2 separate regions of the Mus musculus genome follow, and region 2 is linked to region 1. Evidence: chromatin contacts called from public Hi-C data. All regions are on one chromosome and are shown on one strand. The core of a region is the stretch at or near the end of the contact, and the rest is flanking DNA. Distances in the headings are between cores, read along the strand shown.

The links. Hi-C and Micro-C count contacts between places; a contact is called where the count stands out from the background.
Region 2: a contact with region 1 is called in a Hi-C map of bone marrow-derived macrophages, with 47 read pairs. The contact joins the enhancer-like site here to the promoter of Zdhhc18 in region 1. A contact is called at or near these places in 10 of 39 promoter capture datasets (the C10 cell line, the HPC-7 cell line, cranial neural crest and 7 more), 5 of 15 datasets of contacts at CTCF or cohesin (CD8 T cells, the NIH/3T3 cell line, embryonic stem cells and 1 more), 16 of 484 Hi-C or Micro-C datasets (8-cell embryo, bone marrow-derived macrophages, embryonic fibroblasts and 5 more), 41 of 115 datasets of contacts at active chromatin or transcription factors (the 230-238 cell line, CD8 T cells, the HPC-7 cell line and 26 more) and 4 of 9 other capture datasets (adipose tissue, liver, macrophages and 1 more).

The regions. Positions count from the first base shown.
Region 1 is chr4:133,627,831-133,634,824 of GRCm38.p6, forward strand. It overlaps Zdhhc18 (zinc finger, DHHC domain containing 18), which reads right to left and starts at 5,599. Exons shown (of 8, transcript NM_001017968.2): 1 at 5,249-5,599. The coding sequence starts at 5,559.
Region 2 is chr4:133,826,047-133,833,222 of GRCm38.p6, forward strand. No RefSeq gene overlaps it. Among named protein-coding and RNA genes, the nearest start is that of Gm12974, 13 kb to the left of the region's middle. Within about 2 kb of position 2,920, at least 55 of the 459 cell types and tissues checked have an H3K27ac peak or open chromatin away from gene starts, as enhancers often do. A contact at or near this core is called in CD8 T cells, T-cell acute lymphoblastic leukemia, Th2 cells and 5 more, where this site is marked.

The DNA.
Region 1 (6,994 bases), core at 4,349-6,848:
AGAGAGCCCAAACTGACCTGAAACCCTCTAAGTAGCTCAGGCTGGCCTTGAACTCTTGATTTTTCTGCCTCTACTTCCCAAATACATATGGACCACCATACTTAGCCTCTTTTTGTGGCAGTACGCACACTCAGAAGGTCCAAGCAGGAAAGTCAGCAGTCTAAGGCCATCCTTGCTACATAGTGAGTTCAAGGCCAGCTTGGGTTATATGAAACTCTGTCCCCAAAATGTAAAAACAAAAACAAACAAACAAACAAACAAAAACAGGCCAGTGAGCTGTTTCGGCATGTAAAAGCACTACTGACCATGCTGGCCTGAGTTTGTCCTGGAACCCACATGATGAATTGAAAAGAATGACCCCCATATGGTGACCTCTGACCTGCACATACGCACCAGGGCACACGCACACGCATAAAAAATAAATGGAATGTAATTAAAAACCAGATTGACAGGCAGACAGAGACAGAGATGGAAACAGAAAAAGGGGCTACCTGGGCTGGCTCTGAATCCCTGGTCACAAGCCATCTTCCCACCTCAGCCCCAAGAGTTAGGACATCATGTGAAAGCAACGTTATGTCCAACTCGGTTCTAAGCATTTAAAAAAATATATTAATAATTTCTGTGAATGAGTGTTTTTGCCTGCACGTCTGACTGTGTATCGCATGTATAGCTGGTGACCAAAGAGGCCAGAAGGTGTGGGACGCCCTGGAATGAAAGTTAGAGATGGTTGTGAGACACCCTATGGATGCTAGGAATTGAACCAGGTCCTCTAAAAGAGTAGCAGGTGCTTTTAATCACTGAGCCATCTCTCCAGACCTGATCCCCACACTTGGGGCAGCCTCAGAATCCAGTTAGCAGACACAGCACTTCAGGAAGCTATTAAGGGGGCTGTCCCTTGAGTAACCAACCATCCATGGCAATGTTGCAATGTCAACACAGTTGGTCGGTCAGTCAGTCAGTCAATCACTCAGTCAGTCAGTCAGTCACTCAGTCATTCATTCATTCAGTCATTCATTCATTCAGTCAGTCACTAAGTCAGTCAGTCACTCAGTCATTCAGTCAGTTGCACCACAAATATTTACTGAGTCCTTTTTTAGGAGTAATGGCTATACATATGACATGAGCTACCGAGTGGCTTATAAACTAAAAAGAAAAAAAAAAGAGCCCAGTAAACAGGGCCTGCCACACAGGGTGCTGTGTTCTGCAGACTTAGTGCAAGTGATAGAGCACTTGTTAGGCCCTGGGTTTGGACCTCAGCTGGGTGGGTAGGTATGGCACCTCACACCTTCAATCCCAGCCACTCTGGAGACAGAAACAGGCAGATCCCCGTGAGTCCTCGGCCAACTTGGTCTATACACTGAATTCCAGGTTGGCCAAGACCATAGAGAAAGATCCTGTCAAAACAAAACAAAACCAAACCCTGCTTGTCTGCGAATATGTTGCTTGCCTTTACCCTGCTAAGTAATGAGCTTCTCTGAGGACGCAGACAGCATCCCTTGCCCAGGAAATAGCTATCAAACAAATCGTGCTCCCCTCATGGAGAGGAAGTAGCTACCACATCTTTTATTCAGTATTACAGACCAAACCTTGTGCACAGTAGGTAAGCGCTTTATCACTAAGTCATCTCCTGCTATCTTCTGAAGATTTGCTCTGGGCTAGATATTGCCCTCGTCAATCAGTCACTATAAATAACCCTTACAGGCTGGGGATACAGCTCAGTGGTAGAATGCTGTCTACCACGCACAAAGCACCGAGCTCAACCCCCAGCAGCTCCAAGTAAGAACCATTAACAATAATGATAATAATGACTATCAAATCAATACCTGCCATATAAGCCAGACATGATGCTGCATGCCTACAATGGTGGTACTTGAGAGCCTGGCAGTTTGAGGTCAGTCTGGGCTACAAACAATAACGCTACCTTAAAAGCATTCATTCTGCCGGGCACACTGACCCACACCTTTAATCCCAGCACTCAGAAACACAGGCAGGTGGATCTTTGTGAGTTTGAGGCCAGCTAGAACTACAGAGTGAGATCCTGTCTCAAAATTAATTAACGAAATGCCTGACATACAGATAGCTACTATGTGCCAGATACGCTGCTGTGCACTTTACATGCATTTCTCGAATCTTCACGGTGACCCTCTGACCTTATTTTTTTTTAATTTTTATTTATTTATTTATTTATTATATGTAAGTACACTGTAGCTGTCTTCAGACACTCCAGAAGAGGGAGTCAGATCTTGTTACGGATGGTTGTGAGCCACCATGTGGTTGCTGGGATTTGAACTCTGGACCTTCGGAAGAGCAGTCGGGTGCTCTTACCCACTAAGCTATCTCACCAGCCCCCCCCCCTCTGACCTTATTTATGCTCCAAAAAAAACTTCACAGATGAAGACATTCCAGAAGTTTAAACAATGTGGGCAATGCAGGTCAGGAGCGTTCACTGTGATGTTCACGGCACCAACTGCAGCCAGCCCCTGCCTTCCCACTAAAGCTGGAGGGGATTCGACAGAGTGGGGGCTGCAGCTTGGGAGATGCATCTATCAGGAGGCTAGGAGCCAGCCATCCTTCCAGGGGTCCACAGAGGCAGGGAGTGAAACCAGGCCATCTGCACACTGCTTCTGAAGCCTGCGGAGGCCTTTCCTCAGGACCAGAGCCTGCCAAAGCCAAGGGCTCCTAGTGGGCTACCCTCTGCCCAACACATTTCTTCATGGCCAACCCCCCAACAGAACCAGCCAGGTCCTAGTGTTATGCTGGACAGCTCACCTAGTTCTCACACAAGCAGGCGCCTGGGGAATAAAGCCTGGGACTTGTAGAGCCCTCGGGCAACACCAACAGCAAGATCTAGGCTCTGATTTCCTCTGCTAGATTCAAGGTCACCCAGTCAGGGTGCCAATTACAAGCTGGCATCTCCACACTCCCAGCGAGTGATCCGTGCACTTGCAGTGTTGAGCACTGACCATAGGTATCCCTTAAACTGGCTCTAGGCACTAAATGCACAGCACTGTGCAGATTTCCTATGTTCTTGAAGAAAACACAGGCACGAAATGGCCAATCAAGTGTATACGTATAGTACAGGCAGGCAGGGAGAGATCAAAATAAGTGGACCATGAGGGTGCTCCAGAGGCCCTGAGGCAGGAGCAAGCCAGCAGGCCAGTGCACTTGAGAGGACAACTGGGCAGAAGACGACTGGGCAGGAGGACGAGAGGGTGCCGAGGCCACAGGAAGCCAACATCAGAGCCGGGGCTCTAACTGAGAGGGAGAACCGGGAGCCAGAAGTCTGATGTCCAGGGGTTATGTCTGCTGTGTGGAATGGGAAGTGTGGTAGAAGCTGGGACGCCTGGTAGGGTGTGATGCAACTTCCCAGCCAACAGGGAAGCAAAACGATTCGCAGTAGGAAAGGTCCTCCCCCAAGAGCCAAGTACCTTCCCAGAGCAATGAGGAGTGAGCACTTCTTGCCAACCCTGTCCTCACTAAAGGTGTGTCCACCGAGCAACCCCAAAACACCCAGCAGGACTATAGGATGTCACCAAACCCTGTCCCCAAAGCTGCCACCCAAGTAACAAGAGGAGAGAAAAGTCAAGGTGATTGGCCTGTTCTCGCTAAGCGCAGGAATCCTTCCTTCCTGGCTCCGGGCAGCGCAGTACCACTAGGAAGATACCCAAGTCCAAAAGCAGTATAGAGCAGCCAGCACGCCTTCCTCCTGCCTGGGCCATAACCCTGGGTGTGAGCACCACAGAGAATGGCCTCAGGGCTCTGGAAAAAACATTTCCACAGCACCCAAGAAGCCATAGTCATAGCGAGGTGAAAACGAAACTTGGCCCGAGGTTCAGGCTGGGATCCCAGTGCTCCTCTGTGTAAACCACCCTGAACTTTTTTTTTTCTTTTTCCTGTCCTGATCCAGTGGAAGGGCAGAGCATTTTGGGGGAGGATGGAAAGGAAGGATGTCTTCACCTTGTAGTTACAGAGACATAATCCAGGTCCTGGAAAGTGATCTGAGAACTGGTCTTTCAGACAGCCTCATCATGACATGCGTGCCCCCCTCCCCCAACCCCGGGGAAGTAATAGCTGCCAACATCAAGTGCTAGAAGCTTGGACGAAAAAGAATAAATAAATAAATAATGAATATATCTGGAAAAAAAAAAGCTAAAGGCTTGCAAGCATGACCAATCTCAATAGAACCCTGTCGGGGGTGGGTACTATTAAAGTCCCCATTCTACAGGTGAGGGCACTGAGGTTTGGAAACGTAAAATGACTGCCTGCAGGCCACACAATTAGTGGGAGGTGGAGCTGGGACTGGAGCCAGAGATGGAGTTCTTAACCATAATGAATAATAAAAGAAACCAATAGGAAGAAGTAGGAGGGAAAGGTGGGACTCACCCCGGGTGCGTTCAAGTGGGGGTGTATGTGCCCTCAAGGAGTCACAGGGCAAGTGACTCCAGCTAGAGGCTGAGGGTGGGTGGAAACTTTGGATGCATGAGTGGCCCGAGAAAACTATAAGCAGCCACTCCTCCATCCTTCAGTCCTAAAACGGAGCTACAGTGTAGGCCAACCCTAGGTCACTGGGAAAAGGTCAGAAGCCCATAGGGGCAAATAAGACAGGCCGTGTGAAAGCACTCAGGTCTCTTTCCTGAAAAGGATCTTGATGCCGCCCGCTGTCCCGGTGGTGGACCGCCACCGAGGGATGCAGAGTGTCCGGAGGGGAAAGAGACAGGGCAGGGTGGGAGACACCTAGAGGACTAGGGAGCTAAGAGAGCGTCGGGAAGAAGCTTTGGAGAAACTAAGGAAAGTGCTGGAGAGAGAAGGGCCTGTCTGAGAGGCCCAGAGATGCTTTAGGGAGGACTGCCTCCGGGCCTAGGGTGACCATGACTGAGGGAAAGCGGGTGTGGGAGCCAGGACCCTGTAGAACCTTGGAGGGACTTGAGAGGACGCCTAGAAAAATTCATGGTAGGGTGTCCACAGCCAAAGGACACAAAAACTTACTTGTCTGAGGACAGGAATGAAAGACGCCTAGAAGGGTCAGAAAGAGCCTGGGATAGGCAAGAACCAGCCAGTGAGTGACCGCAGGTGGACCTGAGGGACCCGGCAAAAGCTGGTGACCCGGGCGGGGCACCCAAGGTCCGGGTGGCGAGAAGGGGTTCCGGGGTTCCGGGGCGGCGGGCGGAGGCCCGAGGGCTCACGGATGCGGGCGGGGAAGGAGCGGCGGCCGGGGACGCAGTGCCGGGGTGGGGGTGGGCGAACTCACTCGAAGACGAAGAAGAGGATGGTGGTGCTGAGGATGAGCAGCAGCGTGAGCGCGAAGACGCCGCCGTGGCCGGCCAGCATGAGCCGGCCTCCGCAGTAGAAGCGGTTGCGGCCCGGGAACACCTCCCACTTACGCCGGGGCCGGCGGCCCAGGCTCCCGCTGCCGCTGCCGCTGCCGCTCCAGCGCGGCGCGCCAGGCGCGGGCCCGGGGCTTGGAGCAGGGGGCGCGGCGGGGCCGGGGCGACGCGCCCCGGGGGAGGCGGGCGGCGGGGCGGCCCCGGGGCTTATCTGCTGGTACTCGCAGTCCTTCATGCGGCCGGCCGCGGGCCTCGGCTCCGCGCCCGGCCGCTCCGGGACCGGGCCGAGCAGCGGAGGTGGCGGCGGCGCGCGCGGCGCTGGCGGGCGGGCAGGCAGGCTCGCTCGGGTTGGCCTCTCCGCTGCCGCCCCGCCCCCGGCTCGCTCCGCAGCGCCTCCTGCGCCCAGCCCGGGCTCTGCAGATGCGGCCTCCAGGGCTCCCTCAGCTGCCGGTGCTCTCAGACCCTGCCTTAGGAGTCAGAGATTCAGGGGACAGCTCAGGCACTCCAGGCTCGCCCACCTCTGAGGGCAAGCTGGTAAGGGTGCTTTGAAAGTTCCGAGTGTCTAAAGGGGTGTGAGTGAAATATCCTTTAGTCTTTCCCTCCCTGCTGTCCTAGGTTCAACCCTGGGTTCTAGATAATCCCCAAATGGAGATCATGCCTAAGGGCCCCAAACTTTTTTCAGGTGGGTGTTTTCACAACAGACCTAACCAACCAGGAACTGGGGTGGGCTAACTCCTGGTGACTGAGACAAGTAGGGTTCAAGGACCTTCAGGCCAAGGTCCAAGGTGAATTTGCAACGAGCTGGGCTACAAGTGAGTCCCTGTTTCAGCTGAAAACACACACACACACGCGCACACTATATTTTCTAGGACTCAGGTCGGAAGTCCAGAAATATTTTAGCAAATTCTTTTACATGCATCACCCCCAAAGCTCATAGGGCTAAATCAGGCAGTCTTATCTGGAGCAAATGGGGTCCAGCCTCCTTGCAAACCATTCAAGTTGATGGTGGAACTTATTTCTCGTGATGTGACTGGAGGCCTGGGAGTTTTGCTGAAACTCCACCCAAAGTTACTAGAGCTCATTGCAGTGGCTCACCAGCGAGGTTTCTCTGAAGGACTTGTGCACTTCCTGAACCTGACAAGGAGAGTTTAGCATCCATTTGTGAAAACAGGGATTGCTAGCTGGCTATGGTGGCCCACGCCTTTACTCCCAGCACTTGGGAGGCAGAGGCAGGCGAATTTCTAAGTTCGAGGCCAGCCAGGTCTACAGAGTGAGTTCCAGAACAGCCAGGGCTACACAGAGAAACCCTGTCTCGAAAAACAAAACAAAAGAACAGGGATTGTTTTGCTTTTGGGATACTTGAGTATCCCACCCAGGACCTCACCAGCTGGGCAACCCCTGTCTCTAGCACTGAGCTGCTCCACCTGCCCTAAGACAGATCATTTGTGTTTGTGTGACTGAACGTGCACGTGGGGAGACCGAGAGGGCAGGCCTACGTATGCATGGAGGCCTGAAGAAGGTCTCAGATCCTTCAGAGCCGAAGTTCACTGTAAGATACCTAAATGGTTAGGTAGATGCTGGGGTCTGAACTGGGGCACCCATGATTGTTCGGCAAGTACTCTTAACCACTGTGATGGTTTGAATATGCTTGGCCCAGGTAATGAGAGCAC
Region 2 (7,176 bases), core at 1,670-4,169, 200 kb after region 1:
CTAGCCCTGGGCTCCCATACAAAGAATTCTGAGACTCTGAGAAAAAAAAAAACAACAAAAAACAGTGCAGGGCTCGATAAGCAGGGACATTTATCAATCCCCGGATTCAAACAAGAGAGAGATGGAACTGCTTCCATTTCTCAAATTTGATTCTTTCTAAAAGTTAACTCTCTGCTCTTCTTTCCTGCTTCAGTTTCTAAGATAGGGTCTTCCGGTGGAGCCCAGGCTAGCCTTGAACTTTTCGCTTTCCTTTTAGTTTTTAAGCAATTTTTAAAAAACCCATTATTTTATTTGAATGGTGTTTTGCTGCATGTGTGTCTCTGTGGTGTGTGCGTGCAGTGCCCACACTGATGCCCTGGAACTGCAGCTACAGATGGTTGTAAGCTGCCTTGTGGGTGCTGGGAATTGAACTCCGGTCTTCTAGAAGAGCAGCCAGTGCTCTTAACCACTGAGCCATCTGTCCAGACCTGGCCTTGAACTAAAGCTCTGGGTGCCCTGGAACTTGCTTTGTAGACCAGGCTGGTCTCAAATTCACAATGATCCTTTGGCTTCTGCCTCCCAAGTGATGGCATTAAAGACATGCACCACCATGCCTGGCCTTAAAGGTAAGTTTCAACCTTGACAAATGAACACCACACACACAAACACACACACACACACACACACACACACACACACACATCCCACAAACACATACACACACACACACCAGAACAAATATGTTTTGGCACTGTACATAGACATTAAGCTTGATGATGTATTATGCATAAAAAATTGCGCAAAGAGAAATGTTTCCATCAGTGAAATAAACTTAGATTGCACAAAACAGAAAAAAAAAATGTTTAAAAGGTTATCGGGGGCTAAAGAGATGGCTCAGTGGTTAAGAGCACCGACTGTTCTTCTGAAGGTCCTGAGTTCAAATCCCAGCAACCACATGGTGGCTCACAACCACCCATAATGAGATCTGATGTCCTTTTCTGGTGCATCTGAAGACAGCTACAGTGTACTTACATATAATAATAAATAAATCTTTTTTTAAATTACCAGGTTATTTATTTCTTGCATGTGCATATGATAACATGATACACTTACATGGGACGGTCAGAGGACAACTTGCAGACTTTGTTTTTTTTTCCTTTACTGTGTGGGTCCTGGGGATCAAACTTAGGTCAATAGGCTTGGTGGCAAGCCATTTGTGTCATCTTGCTGGCCCCAAATGGCTAAACTAATCTTGCTTCTGCCTCCTGAGTGCTGGATTTAAAAGCATGCAAATGATTTTGTTGGGGGTTTTGTCCTACTTTTTTTTTTTAAGATTTATTTATTTATTTAATGTAGGTGAGTATACCACCTTTGCTCTCTTCAGAGGGGCATCAGATCCCATTACAGATGGTTGTGAGCCACCGTGTGGTTGCTGGGAATTGAACTCAGTACCTCTGGAAGAGCAGTCGGTGCTCTTAACTATGGAGCTATCTCTCCAGCTCTTGTTTTTATTCTTCAAGAAAGCATCTCATATGTAGTTCTGGCTGGCCCAGAACCCAGTATGTAGATCAGGTTGGCCTTAAACTCACCAATGAGCCTCTGCCTCCCAAGTGCTGGCATTAAAGGCGGGTGCTACCACGCTCTGCTATGTCTGAGTGTTTTATTTGCATGTTAAGTATGGTTACCAGGTGCTCGCCGATACCCATGGAGGTCAGAATAGGGTGTGAGAGTTCCTGGGACAGTTGTGAGGCACCTTGTGGGTGCTAGGAATTGAACTCCTGACTTTTGCAAGATCAACAAGTGTTCTTCGTAATCACTGAGCCAACCACTCTCCTTAGTCCCCTCCTGATCATCCGCTCCTGATCAGGGCTTGGCTCCTTCTTCTCTGTATCCATGGGAATTGCTCCCATAATTAGCAGCATCCCCTGCCTGGAACACAAACAGGCAAACGTTCCACCCTGGTAGCTGCTGCAGGGAAGGCTGGCCGATTAGATCTTTCCTTTGAGAGGCACCCCTCAGATTTGAATGTGGCGCCCACATCCTCCCACATCCGGTTTACCTGAGACACAGTTCACTAAAACCTCCCCGACTGGAGTCACTCTGATGGCTCGCCAAGTTTATCCCAGCACTTGGGAAGCAGAGGCAAGCGGATCTCTGAGCTTGGGCTATGCAGAGAAACCTCGTCTTGAAAAACACAAACAAACAAAAGAAAAAACACACTTAATCGCAGAAGGAGCTCCCTGGCTCCCTGATCTCCTAAATTGACTAAATTGAGCAATTTAGGGGGAGAGCACCGCCCCTTTCCTCTCCTCAGTCTACAGCCCGCGGGTTTTCGATGATGAAAGCCGAAAGCTGGAGTCTTCATGGGTGTCATCAAGTGATCAAATGCCGGAGGTGGGGGGGGGGGGCTTTGAGGAGTAAAGGGGATCGAACATTTCTACCACACATAAACATTAACTGCAAATAGAAGTGTGAAGAGCAGGGAGCCTTCTCTTCAGATTTTAGAAGTTTCAGTAAGATGGGCTAGCACCCTCCGGCCCCTCCCTGGAGACGCCTGGTGCTCTTCCACCCAGGGCGGGGCGTCTTCTTATCTGGATATAGCTAGGATTATGTGCACCATTCAGACACTGTGGGGAGAGACAATATCCATTTTCCTTCCAACATCAAGGCAGCCTTTTAAAGCTTTATCCGGACTTATTTTGGTTCCTGCAATAAAAAGGCGAGGTGGGAGAATTATGTCTAACAAAAATAACGCCATTGTGCGCTCCGAGTTTCCCACTGCAGGCCACTTTTAAAGCATTTTGCTGTCACCTCCGCCGCCTCACACGCATTCAGGCAGGTTGGCAGTGAACAAAGAGAACTCACTTCACACATACCAGCCCTAAACCTCCACTCTCCGGACAAAAGTGTCCCTCGGCAATGTTTTGCTCCTGGCTCTGCTGAAGGGCCATTCAGTCACTTCCAGCCCTCTTTCTCTTGGGAGACAAAGGCACCTTTGGGCTGAAGTGACACGGGAGAGTTAGAATCAGATTTGTTATCGAAATTGCAGCCCTCAATTTTAGCAAGAGGCTCAGTCTGTCTACTGCTACCACAGGAAGGCAGCCTTTATAACCCTGGAGCACTGGGCCAATTATGCACCTGCAAATATACCATACAAGACATTTCAGGTTCTGAGCACTTTGAAAACCGATCCTTAAACAGTCTCGAGGGACCCGATCCCCCACGTCGGGGATAAAGGCTGCTTTGGAATCTGCTATTGGCACCAGAAAGCGTCCTCTGAAGTCACTCAAAAGCCATTTTTATTGTGCATTGGCAAACAAAGAGCCTCATCTCACCAAAACAAAGTCTGTTACCAAATCAGGGTGGGAAGTCAGACTCAGCCCGCGAAGAGTCAATTACCCTGGCAATTTTGTGAAGGGCTGGGAAGCAATTCCTGGGGGAGAGCAGTGTATAGAGGGGTGGGTGGAAGGATTCTGGGAGGGGGCTGGCTCTGAAAACTTCTCCTTCATGAAAAGGAAGTACCATTACCTCTAAAACCCTACCAGTTATGACAGAAGGGCCTCTGTGACTTCTGGTTATACACTTTTTATTATTATTAACTGGGGAAATGTAGATTATGTGAATTTTAAAACAACTTTTGGAGCAACCTTGGCTGCTTTCTAAGGAACTTGTCTGCAGTGTTGTAACCTGAAGCTCAGAGTCAGGTTGGTGACCCGTGTGTCCCTCACCTGAAAAGCGACCTTCTTCTGGGGCTCACTTCCTTGATAAGCGGGCAGATGCTCACCGCACTGTTTATCTGGGGAAAGAAATACGTGTGGGAAAAGAAGCAATTTTCTTCTCATTGCAGTTAAAGAAAGTCATGGTCGCCTGTTGTGGGTTTAGCCTGCCACCTGTTGGTCAAAAGAAGAACAGCAGGGAACTAGGGATGAAAGCGCCCATCTGGTGAAAGGTTTTGATGTAGTCAAATCTTTTTCTCTCTGCCTCTCTCCCACCTATTCTTTTCCTCCTGTCTGTCAGTCTGTCTGTCTGTCATCTCTCTCTCTCTTTTCCTTTCAACAGTTTACTGGTTTGTTATATGAACAGACATACTCATAAAATGGGTCGGTGAGATGTCTCAGTGTGTAAAGGCGCTTGCTGGCAAGCCTAAAGAACTGAGTTCAATCCCTGGGACCCACGTGGGTGGATCACACCAACTCCCACTGGTAGCCCCTCCCACACACAAGGTACTGCATACACACAGAGATGATGGAATTAAAATGTTTTCTGTATGTCAGGGTAAGAAACGTAATGAATAGTCCAAATAAGACTATGAAATAAAGCCAGGCATGGTGGCACATACCTTTAATCCCAGCACTTGGGAGGCAGATTTCTGAGTTTGATGCCAGCCTGGTCTACAGAGTGAGTTCTAGGACAGTAAAAAACAAAACAAACAAAAGACTATGAAATAACATATCAAGAATGGAGAACTAATGTCATGATGCTTTCCGCAGAAGGGGGAAGGGAAGTGCTCTTATTAAAAGCTGTTTGGGGGGGCTGGAGAGATGACTCAGAGGTTATGAGCACTGACTGCTCTTCCAGAGGTCCTGACCTGAGTTCAATTCCCAGCAGCCACATGGTGGTTCATAACCATCTATAATGAGATCTGGTAGTGCCCTCTTCTGGCATGCAGGCACACATACAGACAGAACACTGTGCATGATACATTGAGAGAGAGAGAGAGAGAGAGAGAGAGAGAGAGAGAGAGAGAGAGAGAGAGAGAGAGAAATTGAGGTTATAATTCAGGGTCTGGTCTAAGAAACTAAGCTCTTTTTTGTTGTTATTTTGGTTTTTTGTTTTGTCTGTGTAGCCCTGGCTGGCCTCAAACTCAGAAATCCGCCTGCACCACCACCCGGCTCAAAAACAAGCTCTTCGTCTCTTCAGCTTCTTTTTTGTTTTGTTTTGTTTTGTTTTGTTTTGTTTTGTTTTGTTTTGTTTTGTTTTTCGACACAGGGTTTCTCTGTGTAGCCCTGGCTGTCCTGGAACTTACTCTGTAGACCAGGTTGGCCTCGAACTCAGGAGTCTGCCTCCCAAGTGCTGGGATTAAAGGTGTGCACCACCACATCTGGCCTTTCTTCCTTTTTTTTTTTTTTTTAAGATTTATTTATTTACTATATGTAAGTACACTGTAGTTGTCTTCAGACACACCAGAAGAGGGCATCAGATCTTGTTACAGATGGTTGTCAGCCACCATGTGGTTGCTGGGATTTGAACTCAGGACCTTTGGAAGAGCAGTCAGTGCTCTTAACCACTGAGCCATCTCACCAGCCCCCCCACCTTTTTTAAAAAACAAATAATAATACTGTATTTACCCTGTAAATTTACTGTAAGAGCCCTGGGGCCAGCTATGGCACCACATGTCTGTAATCCCAGTACACTACAGGCTAAGGGTAGAGGATAGTGCGCTTAGAGTCAACTTGTCCACATAGAAAGACAAATTGCGAAACAACAGCAAAATTTACAGAGCTAGGCCAGGCAGCACATACCTTAATCCTAGTCCTTAAGAGACAAAGAGACAAGCAGACTTCTGTGAGTTCAAGGCCACCCTGATCTTGAACCTACAGAGGGGGTTCCAGGTCAGCTATGAATTAATTCTAAGCCATCCAAGTTTACACAGTGAGACCCTATTTAAATCTAACCTCTCCAAAAAAAAATAAAATTAAAAAAATGAGGTTATGGAGGTAGCTCAGTGGTAATGGCCCCTCCTTGAGTTTGATGGTGAATTCAGTCTCTGGGACTTACATGGTGGAAAGGAAAAACTTGCACCTGAAAAAATGTCCTTTGACTTGTGAGGTGGAAATTTCTGGTTTCTCTGGAAGATTCAGCTGTGGTATGAGACATTTTTCTGGAAACTGTCTTTTGAGAGGATGTTTTGCTGAGGCAATCACATGGGAGGGTATTTTGCTGTGAACGGACATGTAGTGTTTTTCTTGAGGTTGCCTGGGAAGGGGGCATGCGATGTTTTGCTGGAGTGGACAATTGTTTGGAAAAGTGCAAGGATGACCCAACAGACCATGAACAGCAGTGCTGCGTGGCATTGGTTTGCCTTGCCTTCCTGGTTGAGCATCCTTTGTCTTCTTGACATTGTGGAGAGAAATGCACCAAAGAACTTAATGGTGGTGTTTGGGCGGCTTCTTCCTCCTTCCAATGACTCAGGGCCGATTGGCAGACCCTCACAGTTCTGAATCAAACTGCCATTGCTGATTTGTGAACAGTGTTCGGGGGCGGGCCGTTGCCGCTGTCGATCCATGTGAACTGAACCGCCGCTATCCTCACAATGAAGGTTGATACCACCCCGCAAAAACCTATTTCTAAACAGGTCCATATCTTCCTTTACCCTATTAACCTTCTCTTCCCACTATCTCTAGTGGGTGGTGGGCTAGAAGGTAGGTTAAAGCATTTTAGTATCCTTATTAAACTAGGACTTGAAAAATATGTCTACAGACCCCTATATGTACATCATGGTGTGTTTGACCCACCCGCCTACACACATGTCTGCACACATGATAAGTGAACATAATTAAAAAAAATATTTATTATATGTAAGTACACTATAGTTGTCTTCAGACACACCAGAAGAGGGCATCAAACTCCATTACAGATGGTTGTGAGCCACCATGTGGTTGCTGGGATTTGAACTCAGGACCTCTGGAAGAGCAGTTGGTGCTCTTAACCACTGAGCCATCTCCCCAGCCCATAATTTTTTAAAGTAAGATAATAATTACTTTTTTAAATTTATGAGTTAGGGAGCTGGAGAGATGGCTCAGTGGTTAAGAGCACTGACTGCACTTCTGAAGGTCCTGAGTTCAAATCTCAACAACCACAGGGTGGCTCACAGCCATCTAGGATGGGATCTGATGCCTTCTATTAACTTTAAAGTGTACATGCAGGCAGCGCCTTCATGTAAATAAGTAGATAAATCCTTAAAAAATTATAAATTAAAAAACTATGAGTAAGAGGCTAAGCATTACAGGCATGTACCAGAATCTGGTTTCTGCTGGGGATGGAACCAGGGCTTCATGTATGCTAAGCAAGTACTCAGCCATCAGAGCCACACCCCCAGCTAGGCAAGCCCTCCTCCAACAGAGCCACGCCCCCAGCTTTGTTTGCTGTCTGATGGATGGGGACTTGCTGAGTTGTCCCAGACTGTTTGCTTGACCT